Regions from separate parts of the Gossypium hirsutum genome. Here all the other regions are linked to region 1. The links are chromatin contacts, called in public Hi-C maps. All regions are on one chromosome and are shown on one strand. Each heading gives the region's core, a stretch centred on a gene start, on an enhancer-like site or on the middle of the called end of the contact. The rest is flanking DNA. Distances are from core to core; before and after follow the strand shown.

Evidence for each region. A called contact is a pair of places that touch in the nucleus more often than the background predicts.
Region 2: a Hi-C map of leaf shows a contact between it and region 1, with 2.1 times the contacts expected there. The contact joins the promoter of LOC107903704 here to the promoter of LOC107903693 in region 1. A contact is called at or near these places in 2 of 34 Hi-C or Micro-C datasets (both in leaf).
Region 3: a Hi-C map of leaf shows a contact between it and region 1, with 2.2 times the contacts expected there. The contact joins the promoter of LOC107903703 here to the promoter of LOC107903693 in region 1. A contact is called at or near these places in 2 of 34 Hi-C or Micro-C datasets (both in leaf).

The regions. Positions count from the first base shown.
Region 1 is chrD05:48,005,488-48,008,451 of Gossypium_hirsutum_v2.1, reverse strand. It overlaps LOC107903693, which reads left to right and starts at 1,395. Exons shown (of 7, transcript XM_016829836.2): 1 at 1,395-2,036; 2 at 2,493-2,633; 3 at 2,720-2,964. The coding sequence starts at 1,710. It overlaps LOC107903691 (probable galacturonosyltransferase-like 9), which reads left to right. Exons shown (of 1, transcript XM_016829835.2): 1 at 1-262. The coding sequence ends at 126.
Region 2 is chrD05:47,310,842-47,313,805 of Gossypium_hirsutum_v2.1, reverse strand. LOC107903704 reads left to right here and starts at 1,423. Exons shown (of 2, transcript XM_016829846.2): 1 at 1,423-2,149. The coding sequence starts at 1,494.
Region 3 is chrD05:47,399,360-47,402,323 of Gossypium_hirsutum_v2.1, reverse strand. LOC107903703 reads right to left here and starts at 1,510. Exons shown (of 3, transcript XM_016829844.2): 1 at 713-1,510; 2 at 503-630; 3 at 1-231. The coding sequence starts at 986. The coding sequence ends at 121.

The DNA.
Region 1 (2,964 bases), core at 146-2,645:
GGAAGCCCATGCCCTCTTGATCATATTTGGGAATCCTATGATCTTTACAAAGGGAATTTAATCAAACACCAATCTTTTCCTTCTGCTTTTGCCAATTTCTTTGAATACCCCAGTTATTTGTTTTGATTTCTCATTTTTTCACTTCTAGAAACAATGGTGATTTTCGTGATTTATATTTGTTTGTTGTACATAATCGAACTGAGCGAGAGATGAATAACCCTACCTCCTTAGTTTCCCTTTGAATTTTTCTCGGATTTCTGAATTTCAATTTCCTGCAGCTTTTCTTGGGTGAAAAGGAAAATTGAAGAAAATCAGAGCTTTTCTAATTCAAAGCATTTCCTTTCTTGGATTTCATCGAATGAATGGTTTCTTGGAAAATTAGGTACAGATGGGAGGCTAATAGGTTTGCACGGACCCTAATGCGCTGGGGAAGATGGAATAGTCATATGGATTTCAGTTTGGGTATTTCAAGAAACGAGTCAATGTGATTGAACCCATCTTCATCTACTAGTCCGGCCTCCTAAATCTCAATAAATCTTTTTTTTTTCAGGCAATAAGATATTGACACAATCAATACAAATTACCAAACAATATTTGCAAAGTTAATTGGGATATCAGAACAAATTGAAGGGAATGAAAGCCAAACATATTGACTCTAGTAAAACCAAGGACTTAGGAATGGCGGTAGTACTAGTTTTTGGTTTAATAATTATGATTCTAACTAGGGTTGATGCAAAATTTTAGGCTTATTTTTTAGGTCTAAGTTCAATAGATTCGGTCTAAAAAATAAGCTTAAAATTTTATTTATATCCGATTTATATTAAAAATGTTAAATCCGAATTCGACTCGACCCGATCCGACCGTAATAATTTTTTTATATAAAAATGAAATTAAAAAAATATAAAACACTAAAAATTTTAAAAATATTAAAATAAATCTTTTTCAACAAATTAAAATTACAAAAAATATATCCATGTGATTCGAATGGGGTCGGATTTGAGCCAAAAAATTTTGCTCGAGATCTGTCGCATTTAGAAATGAGCTTTTTTTTTTGTCAAACTAATTTTTCAAACCTACCTCTTAACTTTTCGAAAAAATCTTCGGACTTGGACAAGTTACTCGACCTATCTTAACCTTTCACTCATTACACTTAAGACTTTTTATGTAAGCATAGATTTTTGATAATGATATTCATATTTTCATAAATAAAAAATTATCCTAATATGTTTTTTATTAATAAATAAAATCAATCTAATTGCAATTAATTATAAAAAATAGTATAAAGAAAAGTTGAGATAATGCTCAAAATTCGTATTTTCAGGCTGGAAATAGGAAACGGCAAAAAGAAGAAAAAAACAAATAATGAAAATTCCGTTTGGAAATCGATTTAGGATATTTTGTTATTGTTTGTAAAGGTTCTTATATCCTTTCGCCACGTTAGCGTAAAACCGTGGGTAAAACGAAACGGATCCCGTTTCTCCTTATTCCTCATCGTCGTCAACCAAAACAAAAGTCAAAGTTAAAATGCTACCTCAATAATTCCCCCAACCACCAAAACGGACCTTTCTCCCTCAATATCCAACTCTAATGGCTCTCAAATTTTAGGGCAAATTTCATCTCTCTATCTCTCTGCCATCCTCAATCCCAATCCCAATCCCAATCCCAACCCCAACCCCAACCCCATCCCCATCATCCCTTCTTTCTTTCCCATGCCTCGATTCTTCAATCCTTTCCTCTTATCCTTATTTTTCTGTGTTTTAGGGTTAGGGTTTGGCGTTGATTTCGGTCAAGCTTTCAAAGTCCCCTTTAGGGTCAGTGATGTTCTCCCGGTGCTTCCGCACCAGGTATCTTGGCCGGTCTTGAACACTCTTCATTCCGCCGTTGACTTGTTGCCGGCTTTTGTCGGCTCCGTGACCCCGAACAATGGCTCAATTGATTGGAAAGGATCTTGCTTTCATGGAAACGAGGCTCGTCTCGAGTTCACCAATAGCGATCGCGACGATTCGGGATTGGGCGGTGGTGTGCTTCACCTCACGGTTCGTATTTTTGACCTGTTGATCATTATGACCGTGGCTGTAATTGAAGCCTCTTTATTGACAAGTTAGTTACTTATTTTCGTGTCATTAATCCTCAGTTTATTGTTGTTGTTTGAGTTTAATTACATTTAGTTTAGTTGCTTTAGAATATTCACTTGAATCAATTTCCTTTGTGTTTCTTCCTAGTTATGAGTTATGGAGTTTATTTAAGGCTACTTGTTTATGTTTAGTAGACTATAGGTGCTGGTATTTGAATAAGTTTTAGCAACTTTAAGTTGTTTATTTAAACTTGAAATCCTTTAATTTTCCTTAGTAGACTAAAAACCCCAAATTGAAATTCTGGTCGGTATCTCTTCTCTTTAGTCTTGGTTCAGAGACGAGGGTGATTATTTTACATACTATGGTTAATTTTGGCTTTCTGATTTTCGCTTGAACTGTAAAAATTTTCTTTTACAGACATCTGAAGCGCACAGCTGGACTTGTATGGATCTTTATGTCTTTGCAACACCTTATAGGATTACTTGGGATTACTACTTTTCTGCTCGAGAGCACACATTGAAATTTGATTCTTGGGAAGAAGCTGCTGAATTGGAATATGTATGTTTCGATTAAGTTGGTCTTTGAGTATTGCTGAAAACTTGTTTAATGCATGGAAATGACAGTCTGATTATATTTTTTTACAGGTAAAGGAGCATGGAATCTCAGTATTTCTAATGCCATCTGGAATGCTTGGCACATTGCTTTCTTTAGTTGATGTATTGCCTCTGTTTTCAAATACTGTCTGGGGTCAGAAAGCCAATCTCGCTTTTTTGAAAACACACATGGGTGCTTCATTTGAAAAGCGTCCTAAGCCATGGCGCACAGTGGTAAATCCAGAAGATGTGCATTCTGGTGACTTTTTGGCTGTGTCAAAGATCCGTGGTAGGTG
Region 2 (2,964 bases), core at 174-2,673, 690 kb after region 1:
AATTTTTAAAAAATTAAATTAAACTTGAGGACTAAAATATAATTTTACTATTACTTAAATAAAATGTTATAATTTATAAAAGAGGTAGGTTGGGCCCTGCGAACCCCTAGCTCTGTTTACATATATTGAAAATTAGTTGTTCTTTTGTATTTAATCGAGTGCATTTAATCACTTCAGCTTTTCTTGATATTTATTATATGAGGTGTATTTATTATTTTAGAATTTTTTAATTTTGGTTTATATTAAAAATTTACGTTATTTATTTAATATTCAATATTTGTTAATTTATCCTTATATATAAATAAATTTATTAGTATGTAAAATTAATAATTTTTATCAATATGCAAAAATAATATTTCTTAGATCGAAAATTGATTTTCTAGATCAAAACTTAATTTTAAAAGCATAAAAAAAATTAAGAGTTTAATTAAAAATTATGAGGAAATATAAGTACCAAATATTATGAGGAATACTAAATATTGATTCCTCTTGCTTTATTTATTAATTTTCAATATTTTGTATTTATTAGTATATATAATAAATTTTATTAAGATGCAAAATAATGTCTTTTTACCATCAAAAATTAATTTCTCATGCCACAACCTGAAAGCAATAACAAATGACGAGAACATATAAAAAATTTTGAAGTACTAAAAAATTATGAGAAATTACCAAAAAATTACGTGAGAGTAGCAAAATTTGAGCAAGTATCAAAACTTAGGAGAGAATAAAAAATATCAAGCTACTATTCCTTTCAAATCAAGATATATTTCATATGGGTAATTTTTACTATTAGTTCTTGTACTTTATAAAAATTATAGAATTAGTCATTATATTTTAATTTGATTAATTTTAGTTCTTGTATTTTTTCAAAATTTAAAATTTTAACCCTGACTCAAATAATAGCAGTTAAATACATTTGATTAAATTCAATTATTAGTCCTTTACTATGCGTATGCTTGTAAATTTAGTCCATATTCTCTAATTTGATCATTCTAAAATCATATATTTTTCGAACCTTGAAATTCCAGTCATGACGGAAAGATGAAAATGATAGTCGTTAATCTATTAATTAGATTTCCAACGAGTAATATGTGAGAATAATAAAGATGATATAGCATTATACATAAATAATGTGTTTTCAGAATAAGTTTTTAAAAATAGCATAACTTAATGAAAATAAAAATTATCATTTAGCGAGGGCTGAAATTTTATAATTTTAAAAAATACGGATTGAAAATGACCAAATTAAAATACAAAGACTAAATGCACAACTTTCGTAAAGCACAGGGACTAATAGCAGAATTTAACCCTTCCATATTTGTTTTACTAAGCATAAATTTGTTTTCGAAGCGTGTGACTGTTAATTTAAACCAAAGGATTAAATAAATAAATTCAAAATCTACAAGGTTTTTTTTTTTTAATTAAGAAAACCAATAAAATCGTAAATACATCAATCAAACCTGTTTTTAAACCAAAGCTATCCTATTTCTATGGCAGCAGCGGCAGCAGCACTTTCACCGTTTCTTTACTTAGATCCTAGCCAACGTCAACACTTCCATATTCACCTTAATCCCACCAAAACTCCTCCCTTTCTCTCATCTAGGAACCCTCTTCTTTCTCTCCAAAGACTCCACCAATGCAATTGCAGATGTTCTTTCCCTTCTTCCTCCCCCAACTCTGTCACTCCATCTCAGTACTACTCCTTTCTAGATGACCCATTTAGGGGAAGCCGTTTTTTGTCCAATGAGGAGCTTGAAAAGCTCAAAGCCTTGGAGTCTTTTGTTTATCTCCAAGAATTGGAATCTGGGTCGTTGTGGGTTCGGGTAATGAGGAACGAGGAGATGGATTTGACTGCTGGGTTGTTAGCTGAGTCATTCGCAGAGTCAATGTTGATGCCTTTGGGATATGGGGCTTTGTTGAGGTTTTTGGTGAAACAGTATTTGATTGAGAGAAGAGCTGTGATGCCACATGCGGTGACTCTTGTTGGGTTTTATAGAGACAAAGGTGGAGAAAAAGGAAATGAACTTGCTGGGACCGTTGAAGTTTGCTTTGATAAAAGGGGTGCTAATGCTTCTCCTCCTACACCTATACCTCCCAAGAATTCACCATATATCTGTAACATGACTGTTACAAAGCAGCTTAGAAGGTAATAGTTATTTCCTTATTTGTTGGATATTAGTGGAATCTAATAATGGCTTGTTAAATTGTATCCTGATTGGCTTTTGTGTGATCAAGATTTTCTATAGGTTGACAACTAAATAAGAGACAATGTAAGAATTGTAATGTTAAAAGTCATCTGATGGGTAATAAGTAATAACTAAGATATTTGTTCTCATTCCAAGTTGAGTTTTCATTACATTAATAGTAGTGCTACAAACTTAGCAGAGTCAAGATCACTAGCAGGTTAATTACTAAGTGGAAAACTTAGAATATGTAATGTTTAAGCCATTTTAGGAATAAGAAGCGGTTCCTGTAGTCAATATGCTCTCATTCTAGGTTGAGTTCTTCCTTTGTCAGCTTCTTCTTCCTCTGATATTTCATTGATGGAAATATATTTGGAAAAGCTTTTCCTTGGCTTTAAAATTAGGACCTATGTTTGGTTAATTCGGGTGAGTATCATATATGATATGTGTTTGAAATGGTTATATTCTAGTCTTTTTAAGATTTATATGGTTAGAGGTTATATTCTGTTATACCTACCACTCGGGCCTAACATGTGATAGATTCAAAAGACTCTACGTGGGCAACATAGAGGGTCCTGCACCCTTCCGATCACCCGAGTTGTCTTCAGATGATCCACCAACCCGACTTAATGAAGACCACCCGCTAAATACGGAAAGCACCTCCCTACCTAATTAGCTACCTGTTCGCTATAGATCAGTAATCCACTTCTCAGTATGAACATTCTCCCAGTGTAAACACTCTCTTCAACAACTTATGGAGCCCACCTTAGTGTAACAA
Region 3 (2,964 bases), core at 261-2,760, 610 kb after region 1:
TCATTCGATTGGTGAATTTCCATTTTCCCTAATTTGGGGTTTCATTGAACAAAAGAGGCAGTTCATTGCCATTCCTAAAACCAATCTGCACTTAAGAAAAGAAACTTGAAAACAAAACTATTAGCCTACAGCCTCAGAGATGCTCTGTAATGATGGCCGCCATGATTTTGACCTCATTGAAGCAGCGTTCACAGATGATGTCCGTGAGATTTGTCTTTCATTCTTTAGTTCCTGGAAAGTTTAGAACATAAGCGCCTAAGTTTTTAGGATTGAATGAGAAAGAAAGATTCAAATGAAACATGAAAAGTTTTCCAAACTGGTTAAGTTTATATCTAATCTTAATGCAGATGGAAACTTTAACAATCAATTTATGATATCCTTCCAATATGATTATCATACTTTGCTTATAGTTCCCCATGGCGAGTAACTGGTGTTTGAGGACCCATATTCACAGATTGCTTAGTTGGGAAGAACATATATGAAAGATAAGTGAGAGCCATACTTGGTTGGTGATGTGTGCGTCAGACTTTCCTCCTGAAGTTAGGTTGTCTTGTCCATGGTGCTGCAATTTTTTCATGGATTCCCTTTTGGTTTTTGCATATTTCTTGGCTCTCATGAACTTCATGACCTCTGCAGGGACAGGAAACAAGAGAAAGTTGAGAAATCAATATAAAAGAAAGACAACCTTGCAAATAAAGAAAGTGAAGAAGACCTTGAGAAGTGATAAGGCGATAAGCGTGGCCGAGGGTAAGAGTATCGGTGGGGCGGAGGAGCTTAACACGGGTGAAACGCACTGTATCTCGATCTTGATGATGGTTGGCTTCCTCCTCTTGGGAAACAGGCAAGGGAATGATGAGAGAAACGTAATGACCGGGATTCATTTTCATAACTTCACTAACGGGAATGGGCCAATATAACCTCTCAAGCCTCCCGGAGGGATGCTGAATGACCAAGGCCGCCGCATCGATGGCTTGGCAATTCCCCATGAATTCTGAAAAAGGAAGAAGAAGATAAGGAAAGGAAGGGAAGAGGAGGTTAAGTAAGCAGCAGTCTCTTTCTAATACGACCCTACACAAAGAGGCTCACTCAACTCAACCAAGCACAAGCAGGCCTTTCCTCATTTCCCAACTAACTTATTATATACCCTTGCCTTGCCTCTCACTATTCACATCCAAAACGGCAACACAAAATTTACAACCAGGATTTTATAATTATTTTATGGAAAGCCGGCATGAGCTACACGTGGAGAAATGTGAGGAGTTGGGGTCAAAGTGTTAAAAGTCATAATTATAATTTGTGTTACAGTAATTATAATACAAGTGAGCATGCGTGTGAGTGAGAGGGAGTTCCTTTGGCTGGACAATGATTTGACAACCCACCGCCTTATCCGCCATATTATACTTTTTTATGCTCCTCCGCCTCAGGAATTACCCTGCCTTTGTATTTCCTTTTTCTTTTAATTTAGGAATGGTAAATTTTAATATGCATTTTAAAATATAAATATCTATTACAAAATTAAATTTTTCTATTTAAAATAAATTATATTATTCGAGAGTATTTTAATTTTTTTTATTTTTAAAAATAATAAAAACATGCATAGGGTAGGTTTTGAGCTCATACTAATTAGATCACTCAACTAAAGTTTTATTTTAATATGTTTTATTCATTTTTATGTTAATATGCATAATTTGTTATCTCTATCAACTTTATACAACATCATGATAACAAAATTGTAGTGTATTTAATATTGTTAATATGATGTATTTGTGTTTAAATTTCGTATTACTTACAATTTATTCTAATTTATTTATTTTAATATCGTACATATTTCATGCGTTATTATGATTAATTAGTTTCAAATCATACGTTTCATTATATATTGTATGCGAAACACTCTAGTAATGGTAGATATGGAGAAACTCATGGAGGTCAGCTAATTCAATGGGGCTCATTTGACCCGATTGAATTGGCTTAACTCATTGGTATATATGGAGAAACCCATCTACTTTAAGCATTGGTGACCAATGAAACACTCTAGTAAAACTAGAGTTACTATTGTAAATCATAAGGAATAAAGATGTATAGAGTTTAAATCCCTTAATACTCTCATCTTGTAGATGGGCTCTAATCTCGATCGTTGATGTAACTCAATTGTACCATTAGATTTGAGAGAGTTCAACTATAAATAAAGATCTTCCCCTTCATTTGTACTCACTCAGTTGTAAACCTTCAAAGTAATAGAATATTTTTTAGAGAATTTAGTCAAACAGTTGGTGTACGTTATTTTTCTTGTGACTTTTTTGTTCGTTCATGGCTTATTTCTCTTTCGAGTTTGCTTGCACTTTGCTTCAGTACCTTAAAAGATTTCTGCGAGAATTCTCATTTTTCAATAGTAGGAAATTATTTAAGGTCACGCGGTTTGCTAGACTAAAGTTCTAACTCGTTGACACATACATGTGTAATAGACTTTTTTAGTATTTATTATCCATTTTAAATTTAAATTTAAATTAAATCTATTTTAAATAACATTTTTTGAAAAATAATTAAATTTATTAAAAATGAATTTATTAAATAAAAAAGTATTTCAAAAATAATTTTTTAAATAAAACAAATTATGATATCGTTTTGTTATTCATAAAATATAAAGTTGCATTCAGATAATGAATACTCAAAGGATAGTTCCTATCCACTTTGAATCTACTCTGAGAAGTAATTAAATATTATTTAACTTTGAATATTATTGAATTTTGCATTATTTGAATCCATAAAAAGCAATCAAATATTAAAAAAATTCAAAATTAGGAATTTCTGTTAATATTAATATAATTATTTTTAATTAATATTAATATAAATATTACTATAAAATTATAAAATTAGAAAAATAACATATATAGATATATATTGACGTGGTTAGATATAATTGGTCAATATTTTTTTACAGTGTTAAGATTTGAGATGATATAG